Linked DNA regions of Mus musculus: regions 1 and 2 are each linked to region 3. The links are chromatin contacts, called in public HiChIP or PLAC-seq maps. All regions are on one chromosome and are shown on one strand. The core of a region is the stretch at or near the end of the contact, and the rest is flanking DNA. Distances in the headings are between cores, read along the strand shown. Region 1 holds the start of Pcm1 (pericentriolar material 1). Region 2 holds the start of Fgl1 (fibrinogen-like protein 1). Region 3 holds the start of Zfp42 (zinc finger protein 42).

Region 1 (3,688 bases), core at 877-3,376, 2.1 Mb before region 3:
TTAATACCCAACCTCTTTGTTTCCCACATTTTTACAGATGGCTGTACCATATTTCATCTTCCATAGAAGTCCTAGAGCTACTATTATTTTTGAGATAATATAGCCCTACTCCCCCTGTCCCAACTACTAAAGTGCTTTCTGCCCATATCATTTATTTTGTCATAATCAGGTATTATTAATACCAAACTGATTCATTTCCTAAGGTATTGTATGTCTTTATATATACAAGCTACATTTTTGGAAGTCAGGATAATTTTACAGCATCTCAGGCTTCCCCCACTCCCCATATTTCCCTAAAAGACCAGTGATGCTTGAGGAAAGTTATTTAAAAATATGCAGTATTTTTATTCTTTGCAATTTTCATGTCACGTATTTTGATCATATTCACATACCTCAACTCTTTTTCATAGGTTCTCCAAGATTCACCCTGCACTTCTCCCAAAATGAAAGAGAATCATATCCTCTTAAAACACACACACACACACACACACACACAGAGACACACACACACACACACACACACACACACACACACACACACAGACAGAGAGACACAGAGAGTTCTGTGTAAGCAACTTAGTCACACACACACACACACACACACGAGAGAGAGAGAGAGAGAGAGAGGGAGAGAGAGAGAGAGAGAGAGAGATCTGTGTAGGCAACTTAGTGAGACTCAGATCCAAATGAAAAATAGAGGCCTAAAGATTATAGGTCAGTAGTAGAGTACTTGCCTAGCATGTCATGTCGAAAAGCCCTAGGTTCAATATCCACTACCCGGCTGGGTGTGTAGCTCAGTTGACAGAATGTTTGCCTAGCATGCATGAAACCCTGGGTTTGATTTCCAGCAGTGTACTGATTCATTTCCTTAAGGTATCGTATGTTTTTATGTATACAAGCTACATTGAGGTGGAATGCTACACTTCAGCATTCCACAAGCAGAAGGATCTGAAGTCAGAGATTTGAGGCCAGCCTGAGATACAAGAGACGTTGCCTCAGAAACAGGATAAAAACGAATACAGAAGGCTATGGACACAGTAGTAAATTGCCCTGGGCAGGAAGAGTTTAGTTGATAGGAACCGTGGTGCTCTGAGAGAGTTGTAGTATTTTGTTTTGTAAACAATTTGTTGGTAATTGTGTGGAGCAATTTATTGTGGAAAAACAGAAACCTATTCTTTCTCAATTACATTATTTTACATTTAAAAAAATCCTATTTTAGACATTTAGAAGCTGTCTAAAAACAGAATGTGTATGCATGCAACTAAAATCGACAGGTAGTCTTAACTTCGGAGCCTGGCATATTGAAAGCCTTGCAACTTAAAAAAAAAAAGTTTTGTTTTGTGCTGTTTTTATGACACTATTTATCCATTTATTAACCTTAACACAGCCGTTAGCAAGAATATAAATTAAACAGGATTTCAAAGACTATCCGTTCAGCGAAAATTTCACAAGATTAAACTCTGTTTACAACTACTTCTTTCTACCAACAAAGTAGCGGGACAGCGTTCCAAGTGGCAATGACCACTGACAATCTTATTTATGATTCTTCCACCGACTAAGCACACATGACATACTGATTTAATATCCTTGCTAAAATTAGGGGTTAGATTGTAAAGGCTCATCAGTATCCTTCGTGATAGGAAAGTGGGTAGGAATGCACTACAAGGGTTCCCAGTCTTCCGGTCTCCATCTGGAAGCTCATGCCTCCACAGAAAATTAGAAAGCGCCCGGAGACTTGCAGTGAGCTAAAGCACTTATAAACCCCACAGGCCTCAAGCCTTAAAAAACACAGCGGAGCCATCTGGCAGGCGCACAGCACACTGGGATTTGTAGTTCCGTTTCTTTTGGCTACCCAGTTGAGTGGGCATTCTGGGATGTGTAGTTCCCAGGTTGTTCGTCTGCACAAATCTTTTCCTGACTAGAGGGGCGGTACGTGACTCCACGGAAGGCCCGAGCGTCACGTGACTCAGGTCACCGCACGCCCGGAGTTCGCACTGCGGCTCCAGCCCCGGCGAGTTCTCGCCCCCGCGCAGCCGTTGCCGAGGAGACCGCGCTCGTCTCGCGGAGCGTTGCGCCCCCCCCCCCCTCTGCAGTTCCCCCGCCCCCCACTCTTCTCCCACCACAATGAGGTCCTAAGATGGCGGTGGCTGCGGCGGTTGGCGCCTAGTTAGCTAATGTAGAGAAGGCGGCCATTGGGGCTTTGGGCAGTCGAGGGGGATTTGTGGGCCTCCCTTCCGCGGTCTTGGAGGAAGAACCGCTGCCGGCGGCGGCTCCTGGAGGGGCGGCCGACCGCCACTCGGCCCTTGGCAGGAGGGGCGGCTTCGTTTCCAGGTAACGCGGCCCTGGGCCACCGCGGGCCGGAGCACAGGGTGGTTCGAGGCGGGCGCGGCGCTGGAAGCGGCCTGGGGCCACGCCTGCCCGTTTTAACTCTGAGGTCCCATGGCTGCGCGATCCTTCCCCACCCCCAGGCTGTCATCGGCTCCTCTCGGCGCCGACTGACACGCTAGCTCTGGCGAGCGTCTGGGACGACGCTGGCTGGCGCCTCCACGATCTTGGGGCGTCCCATGTGAGGACCGCTCGCCCGGTGCTGGAGATTTCACCCCCCTCCAGGGTGGAGGGGAAGGTTGCCTTGTAGTTCGGGGTGATGAGTTCCGAAAGAAACTGGCCTTGGCGGCCCGAGGCCCCGGGGACCGCCATCCCTCCCAGCCCACCCGCCGAATTCCATCCTGGGAGGGGTCCCGGGCGGCCCGGATCCTCCTGGGTGCAGAGAGTCTGTGGCCCGGGAGTTTTCTGCGGTCCCTTTTATTCTTGGAGCAGGAAGGCCCCTGGAGGCGTTCCTGACTCCTGCTAGTAGGTTCTTTTCGCTAAGAAAATGTTAATTTAATAATCCTTCTCCGCGCTCCTCCCACTGCCCCTTCTTCACCCCTTCGGGAAGATCCAGTTTCTTTACATCTAGAATGGGTGGTGGGGGGGCGAGGGGGAGACTGGGGATGGGTGGGTGGGAGGGAAGCGAGATGTCCAGTGGGATTCTGGCAGCCTGGCTTGCTTTGCAGAGACTGCTGTTAAGGATTAGGTGTTCGGCCCCCCTGTGGGGGCGTCTGCGTGAACCAACTTTTCCTCTCGCGCTAGCCTGGTCCAAACCCAAAACAAAACACAAAACGTTTTTTTCCTCCCCTTTCTTTCATGGCGGTATTAGGATTGGTGTGGGAACTACGGGTGACAGATCGTGCTTTGGCGCTTAGAAGAAGCGGGCTTTCTGGGTGCCCCTACCGCCTCCTACCCCCGCCCCATAACCGCTTTCCAGACCCCGCCTTCGGTGTTCTCTGGTTACTAGAGCCGGTGTTCAAGAGCTTTTTGTGCACCTGCTTCTGCCTTTTCCCTATCACCTTCCTGGTCAGGGCCACTGGCTGGCGTCGTTAATACCGAATTTCGCACTTGAAGGTACACCTCGGTAAATGTAGTTAAAAAAAAAAAAAGAATTCTCATGCCTAAAGCTTTTTTAAAAAATAAGAGAGTAACAAGTTCTTGAATAGTTTGAGTAACAGGGATTTAATGACTTAATCAGGAGAGTACATTTTCTTCAAGGGTCTTTAGATGGCAGCTGCGGGCTATTTTCATTATATTCCAAAGTGAGTGTTAACACCCAAAGCGTTTGGAAGGATCTTAGAGACTTGGGGTATCTAAACGT
Region 2 (3,682 bases), core at 1,159-3,658, 2.1 Mb before region 3:
TGAGATGAAAGGATGGACCATGTAGAGACTGTCATATCCAGGGATCCACCCCATAATCAGCATCCAAACGCTGACACCATTGCATACACTAGCAAGATTTTATCGAAAGGACCCAGATGTAGCTGTCTCTTGTGAGACTATGCCGGGGCCTAGCAAACACAGAAGTGGATGCTCACAGTCAGCTAATGGAGGGATCATAGGGCTCCCAATGGAGGAGCTAGAGAAAGTAGCCAAGGAGCTAAAGGGATCTGCAACCCTATAGGTGGAACAACATTATGAACTAACCAGTACCCCGGAGCTCTTGACTCTAGCTGCATATATATCAAAAGATGGCCTAGTCGGCCATCACTGGAAAGAGAGGCCCATTGGACTTGCAAACTTTATATGCCCCAGTACAGGGGAACACCAGGGCCAAAAAGGGGGAGTGGGTGGGCAGGGGAGTGGGGGTGGGTGGATATGGGGGACTTTTGGTATAGCATTGGAAATGTAAATGAGTTAAATACCTAATAAAAAATGGAAAAAAAATATAGCAAAGGATAAAAATCTCAATTTAATACCCAACACTTTATTTGACGATCTTAAAAGCATTGAATTCTCAACAGCTGTACATCCAGAGAAACATTTTTGTTTTAATGTTCAACATGCTTGGCCGTTAGGGATAGACTAATTAAAACTACTTTGAGGTTTCATCTTATCCCAGTCAGAATGGCCAAGTTAAAGAAGAAGAAAACCAGCGGCTAGCATGGATACGGGGAAAGAGGGACTATTATCCACCACTGGTGGGTAGAGGGAGAATTTTGGTTTTTTTAAAAACCCATTCATGTTATGCAAATATGTTTTTGTTTTAATCCCAGGTGTGGGGTATGGGATGCTTCAGATTGTCCACAGCAGCTAACTATGATTCGTCTTGTGGTCTGGCATGGGTGTGATACTGCCAGCTGAAGATATTTTATGTTTGGAATTCCAGGAACTCTTGCGAGGCTAGAAAAATGCCCTAGCTCCAAGAGGCTGCGGCAGCTACTGGTCTCTGCTGCTGCTGTTTGCCCGTCTTTCTTGTTGGCTGGATGACTGCCTGTTTCTAGTTGTAGATATCCTGATGATGGAAGATTGGTTTTCCTCCAAGGAACTTGATGCCACTACTCATCAGGAAGTAGTCTAAAGAGACCTGTTCTCCTTTCCCCTCTAGCCTTCTTTTTTGCCTACCCGGGATTGGGCGGTTGGAAGGGGTTGGGGTAGAGAAGAGTGGTAGGTAAAAGAACCTAATAAAGTAGCCAAAAAGTATGGTTACAGGTAGGAGTATAACTGGTCCAGCCACTATGTAAAGGTTCCTCAAAGAGCTAGAAGTAGATCTACCATGAGATCCAGCTGAATCACTCTGGATCAGATACCCCAAAGACTATAGTTTGCTGTTACGGTATGAGTACACCACGGTCATTGCTGTTCTATTCATGGTAGCCAGGAAATGGAAGTGGCCCCAATATCCAACTATGATGAATGGATAATGAAAACCTAGTAGTACACTGACAAGAGTCCTACCCACGAGAGTCACATTCTACCACTGAACTGCACCCCCACCTTCTTAAAATGATTTATATCAAATAAGAAAGCCTGTCTGAGAGCAGATATTTGAAGGTAATTTCAATGCATACCTTTATAATAATTTGAAAATATAATGATTTCTAATTCAAAATACCTAAAGCAAAAATACTATAAAAGAAATACAACTAGGCATAGTGAATGATAAGGATCAGGATGATGTTATATAAACTAGATGTACCAAATAAGGATGGTTTACTAACATGAATAATGAAGACTAGATTGTCAGTGCAGCTGTGTCCAATCGGAGAATGTTGTATTGATTTTATAATCTCCATCAGGGATTTCTACCCTGCCTTTGATCATTCATTCAGTTCCCAGATAATATATATTCATAATTATTTATATTTTAAATATATTTTACATTTATAATAAGTCTTAAAAGCACTAGAGCTGGGCAGGTATCTAGCCTCTATGTCTATTTCCCTGCAAACAACCCTGAGATATGTCTTGCCATATTTCACCTTGGCCAGTCTTACCCTACTCTGTTTTTAATTCTGTAGGCTGAAATGGAAAGTTCTACTGTGAATCCCCATCTAACTCATTTGAAATACAAGGAGACTAGAAACTAATTAAATTCTAAATCTCTCCTCCAAGTTGCAAGCAACTCTGCTTTATTGTCAGTCATCTCAATCTCTTTCGAAAGCCAAAGGCTACTTTCTGAGTCCTGGTGTCTGCCATTCGCTGTCATGAAAGAGTCACCATTATTACAGTCCAGTCAGCAGTACAGATAATAACTTACCTCAAGTCAAAATGAATCAGGACTTAGCTAGGCTCAGTCCATCCACACAGAGCCTCCCAGGAACTTCTAACTGAAGTCAGAATTACAAACGGTTTTCCCCATTATTTGATTAGAGGCAGGCAAAGTTGACTCTGGCTCTAATCCAGAAACAACATGAGGAAATCAGTTTTACTGGAAGGAATAAAAAACAAAAAACAAACAAACAAAAAAAACCAAAAAAAACCAAAAAACCAAAAACAAAAAAAAACAACTGGAGGGCAAGCTCCAATACTTTTTTTTTTTGTCTTGTTTTGTTTTGTTTTGTTTTGTTTTTTGAGACAGGGTTTCTCTGTGTAGCCCTGGCTGTCCTGGAACTCACTTTGTAGTCCAGGCTGGCCTCGAACTCAGAAATCTGCCTGCCTCTGCCTCCCAAGTGCTGGGATTAAAGGGGTGTGCCACCACCACTGGCCCCAATACTCTTATATTCTCAATTTCTCCTCCGTGCAGGACATTTTATTGGATTACATATCTTTATGTCAGCCTTTTATAGTTGTGTTCATCCAGAGAATTTTATACTTCATCCTAAAAGTCAAAGCCATCTGAAACTTTGCCTTACAGATAGATAGTAAAGTTAAGAAACTGCCAGCTGCAAAGGAGGAAACTAAAGTATCATTTCAACTAAGACAGGGACAGAGGCTGCGTTTTTCTTAGGTATGAAAACACCACCACCACAAGCTTATAACGGACGCAATGGACCCATCAGTTTACTTGATCCTTTTTTATTATGATTTTTCTTTATTCTTGAGAACTTCAGATATGAAAACATGAAATATGACCATATCCACATCCCATTCTCCTCCAAGTTTCCCCATGTCGTCTTCCCAACTTCACCTTTTTTTTTTTTTTTTTTGATACCACCCTAAATTCCCATCAGGGCAGCACATGTGTGCATGAATCTGGGACTGTCCATTAGTAACAGCGTTCTCTGATATGTAAGATTGTGCCCCTTCCTGTAAGCATTAGCCATGCTCTTACTAGCTGTTCTTTTTGCTTTTAAAGCCTCTGGAGCCGCTTTTATTGTGTAAAAGGTAACTTTTTCAGTTCCACTAATCTTGTGTAACCATCTCAGACTGGAAACCAGGTGATCGCTTCTCGTCGATTTTGATGTAACGCAAGCAGTTGTTTGCCATCTGTTCTGTTGCCCCTATTTCTTAACTCAGATTCCGGTAAAAAGTAGAGTGTTTCCCTTCTGTCCTAGGTGAGTCACTGAGCAGAGAGCTTTGCCTGTATTTGACCTTCCCATTAAACACTTTCTGACGATTGACTTAGAAAATTTGGAAGTTCTTATAGAAAAGTTAGTCCCAA
Region 3 (3,744 bases), core at 465-2,964:
ACCCAGTTATCACACACAGAGTCAAGCTTTTATCATGTGGGGCACATAGCTAGTAAACTGTGAATTAACAAAATGGTTTCAGACAGAGAAAAGGGCTCACGAAAAACTTCCGAGTATGCGATGACGTACAGAGGGACACCATCACTCTAAGAACCATCCAGGACCTGTCTCCGCAGACAAAAGTGCTCGCCCCAAAAATACCGTCCCCGGAGAGGTGAGATTAGATCCCCCAAATCCCCGGCTTTAGCAAGCAGTATGCAGACACTGTAAAAAAGAAACTGAATCATGGCTGTAGGGAACCTAGGATAAAAGTTTTAAGTAGGGAAAGAAGCCGAAGTTACTACAGAAGGCCGTCATATTTACTACAGGAGGAAGCCATAGTCACCACAGAAGCAGTCGATCTTTCCCCGCTTTGGTTTTTCGAGACAGGGATCCTTTCTCTAGGCAGCCTGGCCGTCCTGGAAGTTGCTTTCTGGACTTGGCTGTCCTCCAACTCAAAGGGATCCTCCTGCCTCTGCCTCCCGGAGTGCTGAGATTACAGGCCAAGTGAGGCCGCCGGCGCCACCACTCGGTGTTAAGTCGTAATTCTTAGAAAAGTTGGTCGGTAGTATGGCGGCCAGGGTCCAAGTGCAAAGGAGCCTGGGAATTCTACGGAAAGCCATTTGCGTTGCAGTTCAACACCAAAGGAAACCATTATAGGGTGTTAAGTTAAACCACTATTCTGGATCTACTACTAAAGGACAACAGTGAACAGGGAACTCCTCAGGCAATTTGAGAACCAAGCAATCTGAAGGTTGGAATGCAGACTGTAGGAAGCAAGAGGAAGTTCTTTCCGGCTGGATGCTTGATTGGAAAATGGAGTGAGGAAACTGGAAAATTAAGTAAAGAAAATCAGTAATTTAAAAAAAAGCTGTTCTAGCCGGGCGGTGGTGGCGCACACCTTTAATCCCAGCACTTGGGAAGCAGAGGCAGGCGGATTTCTGAGTTCAAAGCCAGCCTGGTCTACAGAGTGAGTTCCAGGACAGCCAGGGGTATACAAAGATACCCTTTCTCGAAAAACAAACAAACAAACAAACAAACAAAAACAAAAACAAAACAAAGCCAAAAAAATGCTCTTCGATTTTCTTTTTCTAGAATAATCTATTGAATTTTATAGAGGTAAGTGGAGAGAAAAGGTAGGTGCCCTGTTACCTCGCTAATTTAAACATTTTCATATAAAATAGATCTAGGGAATTGAGATAAGATAAAAGCACACGAACACTTGGAACAAAATTTGAAACAGAATTTCAAGGAGATTCCAACCTGAATTCCCACTTTCCTCAATGTGCATCTACTGTGCTCCTTAATATGTTTGAAAACGTGATGGCCAATGGACCAAGGTAGCTGGTGATCGATGCAGTCTGAAAGCCAGCATTTATTTGCCAAGATCTTCACCAATTTGGAAGAGTCAAAACTCTAAATTGCTGGTTTTCAAACCCTTCCCTCCTCCCTTTCCTCATAACGAGAAAAAAGACAAATCCCAGCCATTTCATGAAACAGGACTTACCTAATGCCCACAGCGATGCGATGCGCTCTACCTATTTCCTCCTTGGTTTCCTTTCTGAAATCCCAAGAAGAAACTGCCACTCGTACCCAGAGCCACAGTGGAAATCTAGGCGGCTAGGAGTTCAGCTCCTTGGACCCCTCCCTTTTTAGATGGACGAACTCTGTTCCGGCCACACTTACGGAGTAACTAACTCCGAGCTGGGTAGGCTGGAATGCCCAATGAGAAGCGCTCAAGGTGGGTGTGGGCGGGGATGTGGGCGGGCCCCTGGCCCTTCAGGTGACCCACCCAGAGCTGTCCCCTTGTCTTGGGTCGGCGTGGAAGGGTGGGGCAAAGACTCTTGCTCAGTTATGCAAATGCCTCTTCAGAATCCCGATCGCCTGGCCTTGAGACTCAGTCACATCTCAGTACCTCTGTTACAGACTTGTAACCGAATTTACACAAGCAGAGGATGCAGTTTCTACCTACCTACCTACACACACACACACACACACACACACACACACACACACACACCGAAAACTTTCTTTACACTTTCGTCCCATCGCCACTCTAGACCCCAGCCTCTCCCGGACCCCGCTACAAAGTACACTAGTTGCCTGAACTTTTTCCAGCATTAATGTGACTGCTGGATTCCCGCAAAGCAACACAACTCACTTTGAGAGCGTGGGTCATGCAGCGTTCACCACTGACTACAAACGGTCTAGTGAAATTTAATGGTTCGTATAAATACGCCGGGCACCATTAAGACAAAAACCAAATCAATATTTAAGATCCTCTTACATTTAACCTGAGCTTTTCTGTAATTTACTTATCAGGGAGGAATCGGTCATTTATTCTAGGTTTTTTTTTTCTTCTTTTGAATAAAATTCAGTTGTGAGATCGAAAAAAATTTTTGACTGATGAAATTTTGACTATTTATGAAGTGTCTCTCATTCCTCTGAATGGAAGTAGGATAAACCTCCTGTCATCCCCGGAAGTGAGTTTGTGGCTGAAGACAGAACAAGGAACTGCTTTACTCCAGGTTTCCAGAACACTTCATTTAGGCGTTTTAAAAAATGCATTGGCAGCCGGCGTGGTCCACTCGGGAGGCAGAGGCAGGCGGATTTCTGAGTTCGAGGCCAGCCTGATCTACAAAGTGAGTTCCAGAACAGCCAGGGCTAAACAGAGAAACCTGTCTTGAAAACAAAACAAAACAAAACAAAACAAAAAACAAAAAACAAAAAACAAACAAAACACATTGGCAAATTCTCAACAAGTTCTCTGACTGCCTTTGCATGTGAGTGTGTGTGGATGTGAGTGTGTGTGTGTGTGTGTGTGTGTGTGTGTGTGTGTGTGTGTATGACAGAGAGAGAGAGAGAGAGAGAGAGAGAGAGAGAGAGAGAGAGAGAGAGAGAGAGAGAGAGAGGAGAGAGAGAGAGAGAACCCCCCTGGTTACAAAGTGAGGCCCTGTTTCAGTTTCCTCCCTTTTAGGTTATGCTTAGGTTTCAAGGAGAAAGCAGAAGGCCTTTCTTTTGCATTAGGTACTCAGAATCTGAGCCACACCCTTTTGTTATCAGAGCCTTAGCCTGGGCTGTAAAACACTGGACAAACTGGATTAAAGTGTAACTCCTCCTTTGGTAGGTCTCATTCCTATCAGGGTGAGGCTGTGGCAAGGACTCTCAGACTATCTGAGGACTATCCTGTCCAGCATTCGAGTCCTTGTTCCACCTCACACGTCCATTGTTGTTATTAATTTTTGTCCCATTGCAATTTTGCTTTCCTTTCCAAGTCCCTCCCCACACTCCAAAGGAACACTAAACGAACAAACTCATCTGTGGACATAGGAACTTTGCTTCCATAGGGACATAGGGAAATTTTGTTTCTCCAAAATAAGTTGGGGAAGCAATTCATCCACAAAAGAGAAGCGGGCTGTCATTTCAAGTGCATTAAAATGAGAATTTTTTCATGTCTCTTGCTTGCAAACCCAGCATTTGGGTGGGCTGAGACTGTAGGGAGATTTTTGAGTTGAGACAAAGCATAGAGAATTACAGACTACCCTGGATTAGGGATGAGACCCCGCAGCAAGCAAGCATATAAGCAGCAACAGCAAAACAAAACAAAACAAAATGTTTGGACTGCTGAAATTTTATCCATTAGCTGCTCTTAACAATAATATTGTGGAAATTAAAAATAATTTCTGCTTTTCTGAAGACCTGGGT

The links. HiChIP or PLAC-seq counts read pairs in DNA pulled down with a chosen protein or histone mark.
Region 1: an H3K4me3 HiChIP or PLAC-seq map of stem cell-derived neural progenitor cells shows a contact between it and region 3, with 5 times the contacts expected there. The contact joins the promoter of Pcm1 here to the promoter of Zfp42 in region 3. A contact is called at or near these places in 1 of 39 promoter capture datasets (stem cell-derived epiblast-like cells), 1 of 484 Hi-C or Micro-C datasets (embryonic stem cells) and 3 of 115 datasets of contacts at active chromatin or transcription factors (embryonic stem cells and stem cell-derived neural progenitor cells).
Region 2: an H3K27ac HiChIP or PLAC-seq map of embryonic stem cells shows a contact between it and region 3, with 5 times the contacts expected there. The contact joins the promoter of Fgl1 here to the promoter of Zfp42 in region 3. A contact is called at or near these places in 2 of 115 datasets of contacts at active chromatin or transcription factors (embryonic stem cells and stem cell-derived neural progenitor cells).

The regions. Positions count from the first base shown.
Region 1 is chr8:41,237,633-41,241,320 of GRCm38.p6, forward strand. It overlaps Pcm1 (pericentriolar material 1), which reads left to right and starts at 2,127. Exons shown (of 38, transcript NM_023662.3): 1 at 2,127-2,331.
Region 2 is chr8:41,212,748-41,216,429 of GRCm38.p6, forward strand. Fgl1 (fibrinogen-like protein 1) reads right to left here and starts at 2,409. Exons shown (of 8, transcript NM_145594.2): 1 at 2,339-2,409.
Region 3 is chr8:43,305,295-43,309,038 of GRCm38.p6, forward strand. It overlaps Zfp42 (zinc finger protein 42), which reads right to left and starts at 1,715. Exons shown (of 4, transcript NM_009556.3): 1 at 1,547-1,715.